Regions from separate parts of the Zea mays genome. Here region 2 is linked to region 1. A link is a contact called in public Hi-C data. All regions are on one chromosome and are shown on one strand. The core of a region is the stretch at or near the end of the contact, and the rest is flanking DNA. Distances in the headings are between cores, read along the strand shown.

Region 1 (7,454 bases), core at 3,666-6,165:
TTGATCGAAGAAACTTCACTGGCTGGCTTCCGGATCTGCAGATGCTCATCTTCTGAGCTATGGTTTCGTTTACCAGGTCGAACACAAGTCTCCGATGAAGCTTCCCTGCGCAAGGCTTACAGCTTCTCTTAGCTCCACCGACAGTTTGGAAGGCGGAAACTGAGACTGGTCTTGTTTGCTCAAGGATGAGGAAGAGCTCCGGATTGATTGGGTAGTTTGATGGTTGGAGTTGGCCAGGTAGTGCTGTGACACTATGTTCTTTGTGCAGAAGACCAGATGCCAACATTATCTCGTAGATATACTGGTGATCTTTGTTCGCAGCGACTGACGCCATGACTTCTTTGATACTTGCGTCTTCTTCGCTCATGGATTGCAGTTGCTCGAGCTTCTGGATCAGAACTTCCAGATTTTCTGGTTTAATCTGGTTGACTTCACTGTTCGCCTTTGACTGTGGCGTGTCAGGCAAGCTGTTTGGGTTCCAGCATTCCTCTGAAGAATGTGTCTCACCATCTGAACAGGTGAAATGACATGTTCAGAAAACAATTCCTATACAGTGCAGAACAATTTGATGTACCAAACGAAAATACAGAGTTCGCTGCCAGGCAATTCAACTGAAGGAAACATGTACCAGACAGGAGAGACAAAAACACTGTCTATCTAGAATAGATATACAGATCACACACACTGGGTGTATTTGTGTAGGGGGACATTGGTGGGCACATCTATACTAGCATGTATGCACACCAAAAGACACATATCATGCTCATGCATAGGCAGTGTTGCATGTGGGGTTGCAGTTGCAACCATGCACTGTTCCTCCTAATTGCAGGACCACGAGCTACCTGGTAGCTTTTATTGCGGATTATCTGTCACTAGCCTTATCAGCACGCTGACAGCTAGGTATGCTTGTCCTTTGAGTAGCATAATGGGCTTCTGAATTGAATGAGACCAAACCAAATGATCTATCATGCTAATGTTCTTGCCTGAAACAGGTGGTTATCTAGAGCAAACTAATACTGGTAACTAAGAAAAAAATTTCTCACCTTTGAATGAATCCGAGATCCTTTTGTGGTAGAAGGATGCATCAAGGACAGAGACAGGGCTTGGAATGTTGTCCAGCGAATGAATGTTTTGGTCTGAACCCAGAATTGAAGCAGCCTGAAAGGGGATAGAGAGGAATCGTTCATTAGTAAAGCAGTGGTAAACAATGAATACAGAATGCACGAAAATTGCAGGATTAGATTGATATATGAGCTTTATTTGTGTTTTATCTTTACCTTTTGGCTTGCTGTTGCAGCAGTATTGCCTTCTGGAACGAAGGTTGAGTTACCACCCAAAGGCTTTGGGCAATCCATAATGCTGACATCAACCTGTTTTGCCAAGCTTATTCTGTTCCCTGTGATCTGCAAGACCTCATCACGGTGGCATTTCACCTGAGAAGGCTTCGATCTTGTTCTTCCTTTTGGGGAGACGGCTTCATTGGACTTCTTGCTTGGAGATTTTGGTGAGACAGGTGGACGAGACCTCCTTTCAGGTTCTGACTTCTTTAACACATTTCTGGGGCTTGATGAGCTTGTAGGCCTTGGTGAGCTGGCACTGCTGACAGTTTCCTCAGACTTCGATTGATCTCTTGACATCCGAAGCTGCATCTTGTCATTTGTGCCAGTGAAAGATGAATATCTACCCGCCGGCAACTTTCTGAGGCTTCTCAGGCCAGCTATGGGAGCAACCGAAGCAAGTGAAACCCCATGTTTCTCAGTGGTTCTTGCAGGCTTCATGACCACAATAGGAGCCTGAAAACTTCCAGAGCTAGTGGTTAGATCATACCCTGTCCTGTGAATAGCCACAGATCCGCCACTGCTGTCATTCTTGCTCTTGGCATCTTTCGCGTTCAATGCACCCAATATTCTGAGAGCCCTGAAGTCCTTGTTATTACACTCTAAGAAGTTAAAACCCCCGCTTCTCTCTATATCAGCATAGACAGATGCAGTTCTTGCCCTCCCTTCAGCCTCTCGACATTGTTCCGCCTTGGTATTGTTGGCACTTCTGTCCTGCTGCCTCCAAGGAGCCGCTTCTGTGGCAATTCTTTGGGAAGGCTTGGCTTTCAGTTGGTTCTTCGGCTGCATGCTGCAGGAATCCTGGCAAGTGTTTTTGGGGGATCGCGATGGACGCTCATGTTGAGTGGCTTGGGCTGGTCTTGGTGATCTTGTGGGTTCACAGCTATCAGCGGTTAGCACCCCTGTAGCATTTGTTGCTTCTTCCAACCCCATCAGCTTGGCAATGACACTGTTAGCTCTCCTGTTGCTGGGGGAATCTTGAGGCCTCAAAGTATCCAGAAGAATATCATCAGTTCTCTTGTAACTGATGCTCTTCTGACGTGAGCCTGGACTCAGAGACTCCTTTCTACTGTCCAAGGACAGTCTAGGAAGCTCTTTTAGCCTCGAGGAAGGCCTCTTGCATTCCTGGGTTTCAGCTGGCCGCAGGAGTCTTCGGTCATCGCATGAGAAGCGTGACCGTTCCTGCAAACACCTTCCAGATTCAGTGACATTTGCAGGAACCTTTGTGGTCCTATCGATCCCAATGATACAGGTTCCATCCATTGATTTGGACAGCAGCAGTGGCCTCGGTGAGTCCTTGTACTGCCCGTTCCTCCTTGCCTCCTGCACCGAGGTTTTTACAGTCAGGCCTCCAGGGTCTCGGTTGATGGAGTCCTTCACTATGTCTCTGAAACCGACATTAGGATGCCCAGACTTGGTGTTCATGTCAGATTCCTTCAAACTTGGCGAGGTCTTCAGTGACCTCTGCACAAAGAGCTCCTCGTTGATGTAAGGAAGCTCCTGCTGGACTGATTTGTTGCCATCAAGGGAGGAGAAGGATGAGCAGGAAGAGGAGGAAGAAGAAGCTCTTGATGATTCGATTGAAAGGCTGCTGTTCTCGGTCATACATTTGCTAAATGTTTTCTCCTGCATAATAAGCGAACCGGAGGTTAGCGCCAACTTCTTTATGCATCCATAACATACTTCTAAAATTCTGATGCATGAGTAAAATAGTTTCTAGGCCAAAAAGAAAAAAGAAGAATTTGAGTTGAATCTAGTAGGAATATTACCAGAACGATCTTTGAGGTACTTGAACTTTGAACTGGGACATTGCTGCTGCTATTTGAATGAGTATTGCCTGAAAAACGTAAGGAGGCATTATTAGAATAAAATATCTTAACGTAAGGAGGTATTGCTGGAAGGGTTTATTTAAAAAAAATACAAAAACGACCTCTTCAGTTCGATTACATGAATGAATTTGTAATATACTATCTCCGTTCTCGAATATTTGTTGTCGTCCGCCAGTTTATTTTTGAACTAAAATACGACAAATAAAAAAAAACGAAATGTTCAGCTGTCCTCACTCCTCAGTCAGTGAAAATAGTTATCCTCATTCTATTTCCGGTTCTGGGTACCCCGAATCTTCATCAATTGGATGTGATTACGCCGATGCCGTGCTCATCTAGTTCTAAAAAGGTTGTGTCATGTGGCGTCATTTATTAGTGCAACCTTAAAGTAAATGCCTTTTATGGTCATAAGTACTAGAGTCAACCACTGCTATAGTACACATGGTTTTGCTCACAGCATGTAACTTGCACAACAAACCTCCTAGTCTCTTGCCAGTGAAAAAGGTAAGTGGAGATAAAAAAAAGTAGTATTCTGGTACCAACATGTCAATTTTTTACTATTTTTCTTTTGTTGTCAAGTTGTACTTTATGTATCCACCTCAACCAATGTATATTAGGGTGAATGAATGCAAGATTTAAACTAAACCCGTATCAACCAACACCAATATATACACATGAATTAAGTTAGAGACTAGTAAGCCAACAGGTTTATATATATATATATGTAGGCAGTTTTACCAACCGAGTTTGTTTTTATTATTATTCCTTTGATAGGTTGTCCTTTGCTGAACCTTCCAACTGTCAGTCTTTTTTAGCAAACTTTGAATAACAGTACGAACGGGCTTGTTTCCAGATTTCGAAGCAACTTTTTTTTTTTGTTTATACAAGTAAAAAAGAAATGACACCTAGCTTTCTCATCTCTAGTGAACACACCAGGACTCGATTATCAGTTCTCAGAAGTCAGAAGCAAAACGTTATTAATTATCAAAGCTGAAATAAATAAAGAAAAAACAAGGCTGTTTGTGAAAAGGTTGATGCAAGTGAATGGCACTAACACGACACGCAGCCGAAAGATGCAGGGAACAGAGAGAGAAACAGAGAAGCCCGCGAGGAGGCAGCCAAGCCATTACCCGGTGGAGGAGCCGAAGGCGGAGGCAGCCTCTTGTGCGCCTGGCGCTGCCGGGCGGCTTGGCGGCCGGCGGCCCCAGCGATGAGACGCTGGCGGTCGAAGATCTGGAGTATGCCGGCCATGCAGCCCATCTGGCGCTGGAGGTCCCGCGCGTCGTCGGCCAGGCCGGCGGCGGCGCCGCGCACCCTCGCGGGCGGCATCGTCTTCCGGTCCGGGCGTGTGCCTCTGCCTCGCTCCCCAAGCTGTCGTTGTCGGCCCCCGATCACCAGGCACGGGACGGCGTGCGCTCTGCGGGACGATCGCCGGCTCTCATTCGGGGTCCGACGACGGCGACCGACGTGGCCAGGCCGGCGGCAGAGAAGCTTCCGAGGCGTCGTCGGTCAGTGAGTCACCCGGTCAGAGCTGAGGCCGAGCTAGGCGGCGTGCAGTGGCGAGGAGAAGGGGAAGCAGTCCTGCCTGCACGCGCACACGGCTGGTACTGCGGATGTGTACTGGTAGAAGTAGAAGCCGGAGCAGATGTGTGCTCGGTTTTGGAGTCGGGGGCGAGCTCTCAGAGGAATGTTATCATTGCGGCGCCATGGGCATGCAGGCTGTCGTCGTGGGGAGGGAGGGAGGCCGGCGGGCTGGCTCTGGGTCTGGGTCTGGGTCTAGCCGATGGGGTTGAAATAAGGGAGGGGCATGGTGTGTTGGGGTGGGGTGGGGTGGGTCAAGGCGTGTCCCTGGTCCTGCAGCGTCACAAGTCCCCCCATGTGAGGTGTTGATCATTGCGAGCCTATGGGTGTGCGCGGGCATGTGATGCCTGTCAGACACGGAACCCCCCCTTCTCCTGCCCCGCGCACAGGAGTTTTTGATCGATGGACGAAACAACGCGCGCGGCCGGGGATGAGAGGAGACGGAACGGCCGAATTTTTTTTTTTTTGTATTTTAGCCCTTAAACAGAAGTAAAATCACGTTTAGACCTAAAAAAATTTTAAATGCAGTTTTGAACCCTTTGCTCGGCGCCACAGCCTGTGGTGCCGACCTTCGTGACGTGGCAGTCCCGCGTGGCACCTAGCTCGGCGCCACAGATCTTGGCGCCGAGCTAGGAAAAATCCGCAAACAGCCTTCTCTCTGCGCGTTTCTTGTCTTCTCGGCTCATTCCAATTCAAGCCGCCGCCGTTTACGAACTCGCCACCGCCCACAAAATCACGCCGCCGCCGTCTGCCCTCGGGTTTGTCTGCGGGTCGCCGCCGCCGCCTGCCCCAGCTCCGGCTGGCCGCCGCACGGCCGCCCCGGCCCAGGCCCGCCGCGAGCTCCGCCCGAGCTGCCGCCCCGAGCTCCGCCCTCGAGCACCGCCCGAGCTCCGCCGGCCGCCCCGCCGCGCTCCGCCCGAGCTCCGCCGCCCGGAGTCAGGTGTGATATTTTTTATACACAAATTTTATTCTAATATGTCGATGTTTTTGTTACACTTTGTACACAACTTATATTTTAATATGTTGATATCTTAATTTGCAGGATGGCGCAGTTCCACTTGCTGGACCCTCACTACGACGAGCACCACAGGGGCCGTCTCACCGCAGAGGGAGAGGTAATATTTTGTACATAAATTAAATTTTCGAATTAATATATGCGACCTATATTTGACTAATGAAAATTCTTTTGATTGCTAGGTGTTGCCCGTTCTGCGGGTCCGGACCCACGACCGGTTTCTGGAGGAGATGAGGTACGATGAGAGGTACACTCCTCTCCTACAGAGGGCTGGCTTGGACGTCTTATCGTACGAGGTCCGCCGTGGGCTGCCCACTTTCAACCCAGCGGCGTTGACGGCTCTGGTCGACAGGTAAAGACTTCTCTAGTTGTTTAATATTTACAATTATCAAATCTACTTTGCATACTAATGATTTTGTATTCTTTTGTCTTCCAATAGGTGGCGGACAGAGACTCACACTTTCCACCTTCCCTGCGGTGAGATGACCGTGACCCTTGAAGATTGCCAGAAGATTCTTGGTCTCAGCATTATGGGTCGTCCAGTGACCGGTCAGGCATCACCAGGCGGTTGGATGACAGCACGGTCTCCACAATCGCATCGAGGCGGTGAGTCCATCCGTCTTTCCGTTGCTACCTCCTTCTTTGCATCCGTCATTGGTGGAGGATTCGGGGGAGGAGGTACCCAACGCTTAAAACGCTCATGACTGGTCTTTCCACTCAACCAATTAACAAAAAGAAGATATCGAGGGTCAAATTTATCAGGACCATCGATCCACTGGAAAAAGAAACACCTCTCATGTCCCTAAAATAATGGAAAGATGCACTATTACATGTCTACAAAATAATGAATGCGAAAAAAATTAAGTGACAAGTCATAAGCTACGTACGTTCAAAGTGCCACAAAGGTAGTAGCAGCGAGCAGCCGTGTCTGGATGTTGTGATTGATGTACCCAAGCCAGTCTTCCACAGTCACAGTTAGGCACGGGGAGTTCAGGAGGAACAGGAGCATCCTTGCTAGATACGTCCGGATATAACTCCCGAGGACGACCTCTCTTCTGCCACAACGCCTCTCGGTACATGTCTTTCATCTAATAAACGATTATAATTATCACTTGTACCTATTATGCTTTATAATAAGTTTACACAAACTAATAATCGAAATGATAATATAATAGGTGTATACAAATTATTAAACTAACAACCCAATATCCAAAACGAATCAGTTAGAAATCATACCTTGGTCTACGAAGTGAACCAACTCAAATCTTTGAATCCAGCAAATTTTGACGAAGTTTGGAAATGGGATGAAATGAGCTGCTCTCGGCCAGCCGCGCGGGCGTTTTTATAGGAATTTGTAGCTCGGCGCCAAGATCTGTGGCGCCGAGCTACGAGGCCGGGCCGCAACTAGCCGTTGGTGCATCGTCACAGCTCGGCGCCATAGGCTGTGGCGCCGAGCTACGGCACCACGTCAGCGCCAGGTCAGCCCTGGACGCAACTAGCCGTTGCTGCCACGTCACAGCTCGGCGCCATAGGCTGTGGCGCCGAGCTGTGTTAGCTCGGCGCCATGGCCTATGGCGCCGAGCTAAGGGTCCAAAACTGAGTTTAAAATTTTTTTAGGTCTAAACGTGATTTTACTTCTGTTTAAGGGCTAAAATACAAAAAAAATTAGGACGGAACGGAACGGAAGCGAGGCGG
Region 2 (7,454 bases), core at 3,697-6,196, 140 kb after region 1:
CAAGTATTATCTCAGCACCTGTCAACAGAGGTTTTAAACATGTTTCTTTTTTGCTTTTGTTTGGTTGTTACTAAATAAGTCCTCATGTTTAAACTACCAATCAGGGTTGCCAAGTTAGGAGGGAAAGTGCTCATGGCGAAAGTGTTTGCTGCTACAACGTGAGAGCGTTGTTCGATGAGCTTCCAACTCCTCACCTGCTTCTGGAGATTACACCTTTCCCTGCTGGACAACTTACCGACAACGACTACCGAAAGGCGGAGAGGCTTGAGATGGTGCTGAGGCTCAGCGCTTCTATTTAAAAAACTGGGGACTGGTTTTTCAATTTCCCCTAGTACTTTCTTTGCCCAAGTTGTAAATTGTCTTCCTGTGGGCCTGTAAATTGACGCAGTTGGCTAAGAACTACTTGCAAAACACAAGTTCTGGTTGATTAATTTGAGCTTAAGAACCTGATATGATATACACTTGGGCGTTTCCCTGAACTGTATCAAATGCTTCTCACTGTTTCCTTTTCCTTGAGTAAGGAAAATAGGGATGGGCATGGATTGATCCATTGATCTACTTCGCTTAAGTAACAGATTTTTCCATTTGTCAAGCTCAAACTGACAATGCTATATGATTAGTTCGATAGGATCGCTCCATGCGCATCCTATGGAAGTGATTTGTTCTCGGCGTGAGCATCATTATTTCTGTTCACTCCTAACATCTCTGCAGTGCTGCTTTGAGAACATAGATGAATGCACAAATGTGTATGGTATGTCATCGTCACATCAAATGCAAAACGTTGGCTGAGGCTAGACATGCTGGAATTCAGAGAAACTGCAAACTGGGGAGCTAGTTTATCAGACACTAATGGCAGCAAAGTACTGAACCACAAGATCATGTTTCGATGGCTTTGTCTCAGAAACTCAGCACAAGGTAGCATGTCATGTATGGGTCAGTTTTGAGGAACAAACTCATAACCTAACCACAGTTCTCAGGTACAGCAACAGCAACCTCAAAAAAGGCTTGCATATAACTGAAGGTTTGGTTTATTCTGAGGATCTCAAGCTACATGTCGATTGCATATTCAAAGTTCCAAGAGCCAAGGATGAGTTGCCACAGGCAGTGTGCCTGGGAATGGTGTTGTGCCCACTTCTCTTCACCTTATGGTGGAAACACGCTGCTGCATGCCGATCACGGCCAGCTTCAAGCCTCCTCGACCTTGGTCACTGAAGTTTGTCGTGGGGCGGAAGCCAACTGAGGGCAAGCAGCTGCGGTCCTGGCCGGCTGTTGAAGCACCTGCAGTGCCAGAAGAGGGCGTGCAGGTGGGGCCACTTTGGGAGATTATGCTGTTGGCAATGATCTTTGAGCACAATGAACCACTCGATGCCTGATACTGCTGGTTCTGCTCCTGGAGCTGCTTTGTGTTGAGGAACCGTCCTCCTGATCCACGAGCCCGTTTCATGGCATGACGATGTCGGGACTCATGAAGATATGGCTGTGAAGAAATGCAACTTTGTAACGTGTATTTGCCATATAAATTATATAGCTGAAGTAACAGAACTATTGCCTGTATAGGAATGCAGGACTAATTCATGCAGCTTTCAGATCAGAAAAGAACAGATGAAAAAATGTTGAAGAAGCCAAGAAAATGCTTGATGTTAGCTAGTTACAAAATAATTATTACTCTCACCCTTACAAAAATGCTTGGTGACACAAGTCCAGAACAATTTGCTAATAAAAAAATTAAGCCTATGACAAACCCACTGAAATTGTAGCCAGAGGGTCTTTTGTGACCTCCCTCTGAATATGGTCAAGACCCAAGAAAAATCTACTGTATTGATAATCAAAGCTCTGTATGCAGCAAATGCTAAAGAACAATGAAAGTCATCTTACCAAATCAGCATCAGGAATTGGAAAATTACTATGTATTACCTTCCGATTTTTCACCATCTTGTTCTGGGCCTCCAATTTAGCACGTGTTTGCCTCCTCCTAAGGATTGCATGGTATTGTTTTGCATTAACATATATTGGTTCTTCTGCAGGTTCCACAGGTAACATACCCGGAGTGTTCGTTGTATCATTTTGCTGGGGATGGACCTAAATGCATATTACAGGAATGACGGTATTAATGCAGGCTCATTTGTTTGGCAACAAAAAGGTTTTTGGATATGAAGGAGCCTATGCATTATGGTTTTGTACTCCTTAGATCTTTTATCTAGAGATCATAAATAGCCTTTTATCAACGTTCTTAGTTTTTTATCAACACTCTTATTTTTATATAATTTGCACAGAACTTAATGGAAGCTATTTATAATATCTCCAGACAAAAAGGCAGTCTCGTGCATGTGCTCCCGCTTATGCAGGTCCGGGTTGGGTCTGACCCTTCCCCAGATGCGCACATGCACCAACTGCCATTTTTTATCTGGAGATATCATAAATAACTTCCATTAAGCTTTGTGCAAATTATAGAAAAGAAGAGCATTAAACCAAAAATGGTGCAACAAAATTTCTTGTGCATCGTCAAACTTCAAGTGAAAAGCATGATTTACCATTTCTGTTGCTTTGAAAAATAATCAATTCACAAATAAGGAAGCAGAAAGAATGAGTTTCACAAGGAGCCTTTGTAACACCTAATATAAAGGAATCAATGACGATCTCTCTCTAAAATTAAAATAACTGCAAATGTATCATAGAGAAATCATTATATGATTTTGTAACTCTAAATGTTTGATATTTACTTACAGAATGTGGCCAGGAAGACAGAAACTGAAAAATTAAGAGTGAACATACAATGGCATGTGGAGGATATCCTGTCAAGACCCCAACCGCACTATAATAAGCATCAGAAGTATAAGGAATACAAGCCTGGAACAAATGTAGGAAGTTAGCTCAAGGCAGCACATAATATTTAAGAAAGCAGCACTTCTCCCAATCAAATGGAACTTACAAAAGATGGGCTGTAATGTAATTTTGGGGCCAAAAAGGCAGAGCCTTCCTTCCCCAAGGACAATACTGGCTTCATTGTGTCCTGATTATCTTTCCCATGATCTTCATCATTGTCTGAAGACAAAAATACACTTTCATGATGGTGGTTATGTATCAATAAACCTTATTAGATATTAGTCTTGGACAGGGGAACATTGTTTCAAAGGCCAAGATAATTGGAGATTTCTCAAAAGACAAGGGGTTGGTGAAGTTGGTAATAGGAGCAAAGGATTCTTTTATGCAAAAAAGGCAGGAACATCTACAACAAAGTGACTAAATTTCGATATACCCATTTCTAATTTGAGTCCATATGAATACTATCTGACTATCACTCAAGGAGCAATACAAGAATATGAAAATGTCCATGTAAAACTGCATGCGTAGTAGAACTTATGGATACTGGCACTACAGCATAACAGAGCAAATAAATAAAGGCATCTGAACAGATTCAACTCAGAATTCATCAGTTCATAACATTTCTTGTGAAGTAAACTTAAAATGAAGCTGTGTTCCAATGCCAACGGTGTAAAAATATATATAACTGATAATGTGGTTGGAGATAAAGAAGTACCTGATTGAGTTGATGTGTGTTCATTTGGACTGCTTTCACTTGCTGCTGATGCTTCTTGGTGAGACCGATCAGACTCCGATGATGAATCCCTATCGCAAACTTTATGGCCTGAATGTTTCATCTCATAACCATTTCCTGACAAGGAGCCCTACATATATAGGCTAGCTAATGAGCTAACTATCTGTGGTATGGCAAACAGACACAGGTTTAGGGTTTAAGGTCTTGACAGCATAAATACCAACACTTACATGGTTAGACTTAGACATGGGATGGACAGAATGATCCTCCATTTCCCGTAAAATCACAGGCATTACAAGATGGTGTCACTGAGCTCCAAACAACATTTTGCTTCTGAGAAATCAGATGATCTGGTACCTAAAAATTAACCTTTGTGGCAAGTAGCCCGCATTGAATTAGCTGAATTCACAGTAACAAGCTAAAGAACAAGGGTAATTGACGGAACCCTACTCTATCAGTTACAGATTGACATCTATTCCAGGCAGAGTGCCAAGTGGTATCTGCTTTCAGTGGATTATCTCATTATCATCAATGGCAAGTTATTTTTTCCCATCTCAGATGTTTGGACACTGGAAAACACTATAGAGAACCTTTGTTTTTACCAAGAGTGGATCAGCATTTTATCCCACTAATTTTGTGCATGTCAGTTGTCAGGTCCTCACAGGAAAGATGCTTCAGCAAACTTTTAGCTCGTATCAACAAGTTTAGGCACTGATAAGCCTGACTCGACACTCCCCTGAAGTTCTAACATGCATATCCGCACCCTCAAGATGACCCTTTATCAGACAGTTATAATCACCAGAGTCTGCACAATTTAGATTCAAGCCATCTAATCCTAGCTAGAATAGAAAAGGGATTGCAGATTCCCACCCACCCAAATTGCCGAAACCATCAGCAGCCCACGCCCCGGGCAATCCACGAAATAGTGGTCAGCTCATAGGACTTGCGATCGGATTCTAGGAAGTAGGAACAACGCATCGTGCAATGCGAGCTAGGCTGAAGCCAAAGCTTATCCAAGCAAGCATAGCATGGGCATGGCCAAGAACAGAAACATGCGAACTCAGCCAAAAAAATCCTGTTAAACTTCACAAATTCCCAAGCGGGGAATCAAGAAAACCAGAGGGGGGAAACCTTAGGAGTGACAAGATTGAAGAAAAAAAAAGATGAAGCAAATCAAACCGCAGAGCAAGACTATAAGGCAAAGCAACCCAGCAGAGTGAGCACGACGCCACTCCGGGAACGGAGAGCAGACAAGCCGTCCAATCTGTGGTGGCAGTGCGCTCAAGAACAGAACTGACCAATCGAGGAGGGGTCAGGGGCAGTGTACCTGTATCTCCCTCTTCTGTCCTCTCCCCTTCGAGTTTCTCTCTCTACCTTCTTCGGAATCGTATAGATAGAGAGAGAAATACGTCGAAGCAACTGAGGAGTGATACGGGGCACGACGAGGCCGCTCCTGCTGCCAAATATACGCGCCTACTGTGCAGCCTCTTTCTGTCCTTTTCTGGGTCTGTTAGTTTTTTCGGCGCAATAAACAAACAAGAAATGTTTTGCCGCCCCCTCCGCTGCTCGGTGCTCACACGTCACCCGCCTTGAATATTGGTAGGTGCACCAAGAACCCAGACGCACGGTGATCAGACATTTGCTATGTTTTCACGGGTTCTTACCACTTTTGATTCGTTGGCCGTGTTTGGGATCGGCGGCGTCACGCGTTTTGGATTGAATCTTTTAATATCCAATTGTAGCTCAATTCTTCAACTGGGTTCATTTCTTTATCTTAAATAGAAACCTAAATCCATACTTACCGTTGTTAATTATCAAGCCAAAAACACATCTAATCTAGAGGCAAAAAGGCACGGAGGCCAAAGGGTGAAGCATCATGAATGTCCTAGAAACTGACACCTAAAGCGAGATTTGGCTCTTTTAGTTGTCTCTTAGATAAAAATTAGGTATTTACGTTGTTCAAAAATGGTGAAGACAAGAGATGTCAAGTTACCCTGTTTGTTTTCTCGTACTAAATTTTAATTCATGACACATCGAATATTTGATGCTAGTTAGAAATATTAAATATAATTTAATTATAAAACTAATTGTACTTGTGAGAACTAAACGATAAGACAAACTATTGAATCTAATTAGTCTATAATTTGCCCGTGTGATGCTACAGTAACCATTTGCTAATCGGTAATCAATTATGCTTAATAATTAGTCTCGCCGTTTAGTCTTCATTTGTGTAATTAACTTTATAATTATTAGAGCATATTTAATACTTGTAATGGACATTCAAACATCCAATCTAATGTGTGCTGAACTTTAGTCCCTAAAACCAAACACCCTAAACTCTATTGTCTCTTTTGACTCGGTTTTGACATCGAAATTTGTTCTCGTATGCGTTTTGAGAGCTTCAAAATATAAAAGACAATCCTTCCACTCCCTCTATGTATAGAGTTTTTTCTCTCATTTATCTATTTTTATATTTTAAGTAACAAATTAAGCAAAAACTAAAATCTATATAAGACATTTGATAATATAACAAATATGTACATACAAAAATAGAATGGATTATGTCTCTAATATAGAGGACGAGATGAAGAACATTGCCTAGAGATGCGACATGACATAATTAATCTAAATTGTTAAACCAAACAAGAACTAAATTTTGAAAATAAAAAGATCGGTTCCTTGTTCAATTCTAGATAACAACCAATTAAAATAAGAAAGATAATTTTGGCTTCTACTCTTAAATAACCAAATTAACCAAAGGTGTATAACGAGGGAGACAAGGGTTTTAAACAGGTTTGAGACGCCTGAGTGTAATACCCTATGTCCTCTTTGAGTGAAATGGATTATGGAAAAACGGCTAAGTTCCTATTATAGGAGGGTTGTGAGAGCCCGAGAGTGTAAAATGTTTGAGGTTGGAACCCTTAGACCAACTCCAGCAGACTCCCTCTCCGTATCCCTAAAACGCGCAGCCAACACATTCTCTCTCCTCTCTGTATCCGTCTCCGTTTCCAGCAACACTCCCCATCCCACTCCGCATGCAGTCTATGACACCTGGGGCCCGCGAGCAGCCGCGCGCGCACGCAGAGAGCTGCGGAGAGGAGAGAGAAAGCGTGGAAATGGGGAGTCAGGGTACAGGCCGTGCGTTTTACGGAGCCGGATGCGGAGCCTGCTGGACTGATGAATAGTGTGCTAGACTCCGCAAAATAGGGATACGGAGCCGCATGCGGAGTGCTGCTGGAGTTGGTCTTACACAGGGCCACATTCTCCCTTTTATACACCAAGAGAGAGAGGGGTACAATTGGCAAGTGGGACCAAACCATGCGTCTGTCATACTGTGTATTAATGGAAGTCTTATTGACATCAATCTGAGGTCTTGTAGAAGTGGCTAAGGCGTTGTAGACGCATGTCCTACCCGTACCAGATGACCGTGACTTGGGAGTGCACATGTTTTTAGGGTGAAAGTCTGTAGGGGAATCCCTACATCACGCTTTTTATTTAATCTTAAAAAGGTACAAAGGGAGGCAATGATAAGAGAGAGAGAGAGATAAAAAAAATAAAGAGAATCTATCAAGAGTTTAGTTAGAACAACACTCTAGCCTTAAAAGAGGCATTAAATCTCAGTGTTAGCACATGTTTTTGGAATCCTAGGATGTGGCAGGTAAAGGAGCAGGCCCTCCACGTCGCTACAGGAACCTGGGAGGCCGGGAGCATGTCACGGATGACTGAGGTCGTGCACACCGTGGAGTACAACACGGGCGACCTGGAACGTGACAGACCATAGCACATACCGTCCACCATAGAGGTTGTGTCAAGTCGTGGCGCATGTCACGCACGATCGCACGCTGCCATAGTGTCACACTAATGCCACGCCTAGATTGTTGGGACCTGACAGGTAGAA

Evidence for each region. Hi-C and Micro-C count contacts between places; a contact is called where the count stands out from the background.
Region 2: a contact with region 1 is called in a Hi-C map of tassel, with 3 times the contacts expected there. The contact joins the promoter of LOC100194182 here to the promoter of LOC100280168 in region 1. A contact is called at or near these places in 8 of 25 Hi-C or Micro-C datasets (ear, leaf, root tip and 1 more).

Annotation. Positions count from the first base shown.
Region 1 is chr2:217,437,520-217,444,973 of Zm-B73-REFERENCE-NAM-5.0, forward strand. LOC100280168 (Protein LONGIFOLIA 2) reads right to left here and starts at 4,916. Exons shown (of 5, transcript NM_001153100.1): 1 at 4,294-4,916; 2 at 3,107-3,174; 3 at 1,278-2,963; 4 at 1,044-1,158; 5 at 1-510. The coding sequence starts at 4,492.
Region 2 is chr2:217,574,948-217,582,401 of Zm-B73-REFERENCE-NAM-5.0, forward strand. LOC100194182 (nuclear transcription factor Y subunit A-3) reads right to left here and starts at 4,947. Exons shown (of 7, transcript NM_001358907.1): 1 at 4,884-4,947; 2 at 3,787-3,925; 3 at 3,539-3,686; 4 at 2,930-3,042; 5 at 2,773-2,847; 6 at 1,915-2,079; 7 at 809-1,477. The coding sequence starts at 3,849. The coding sequence ends at 1,139. It overlaps LOC100384754, which reads left to right. Exons shown (of 4, transcript NM_001177215.1): 4 at 105-456. The coding sequence ends at 299.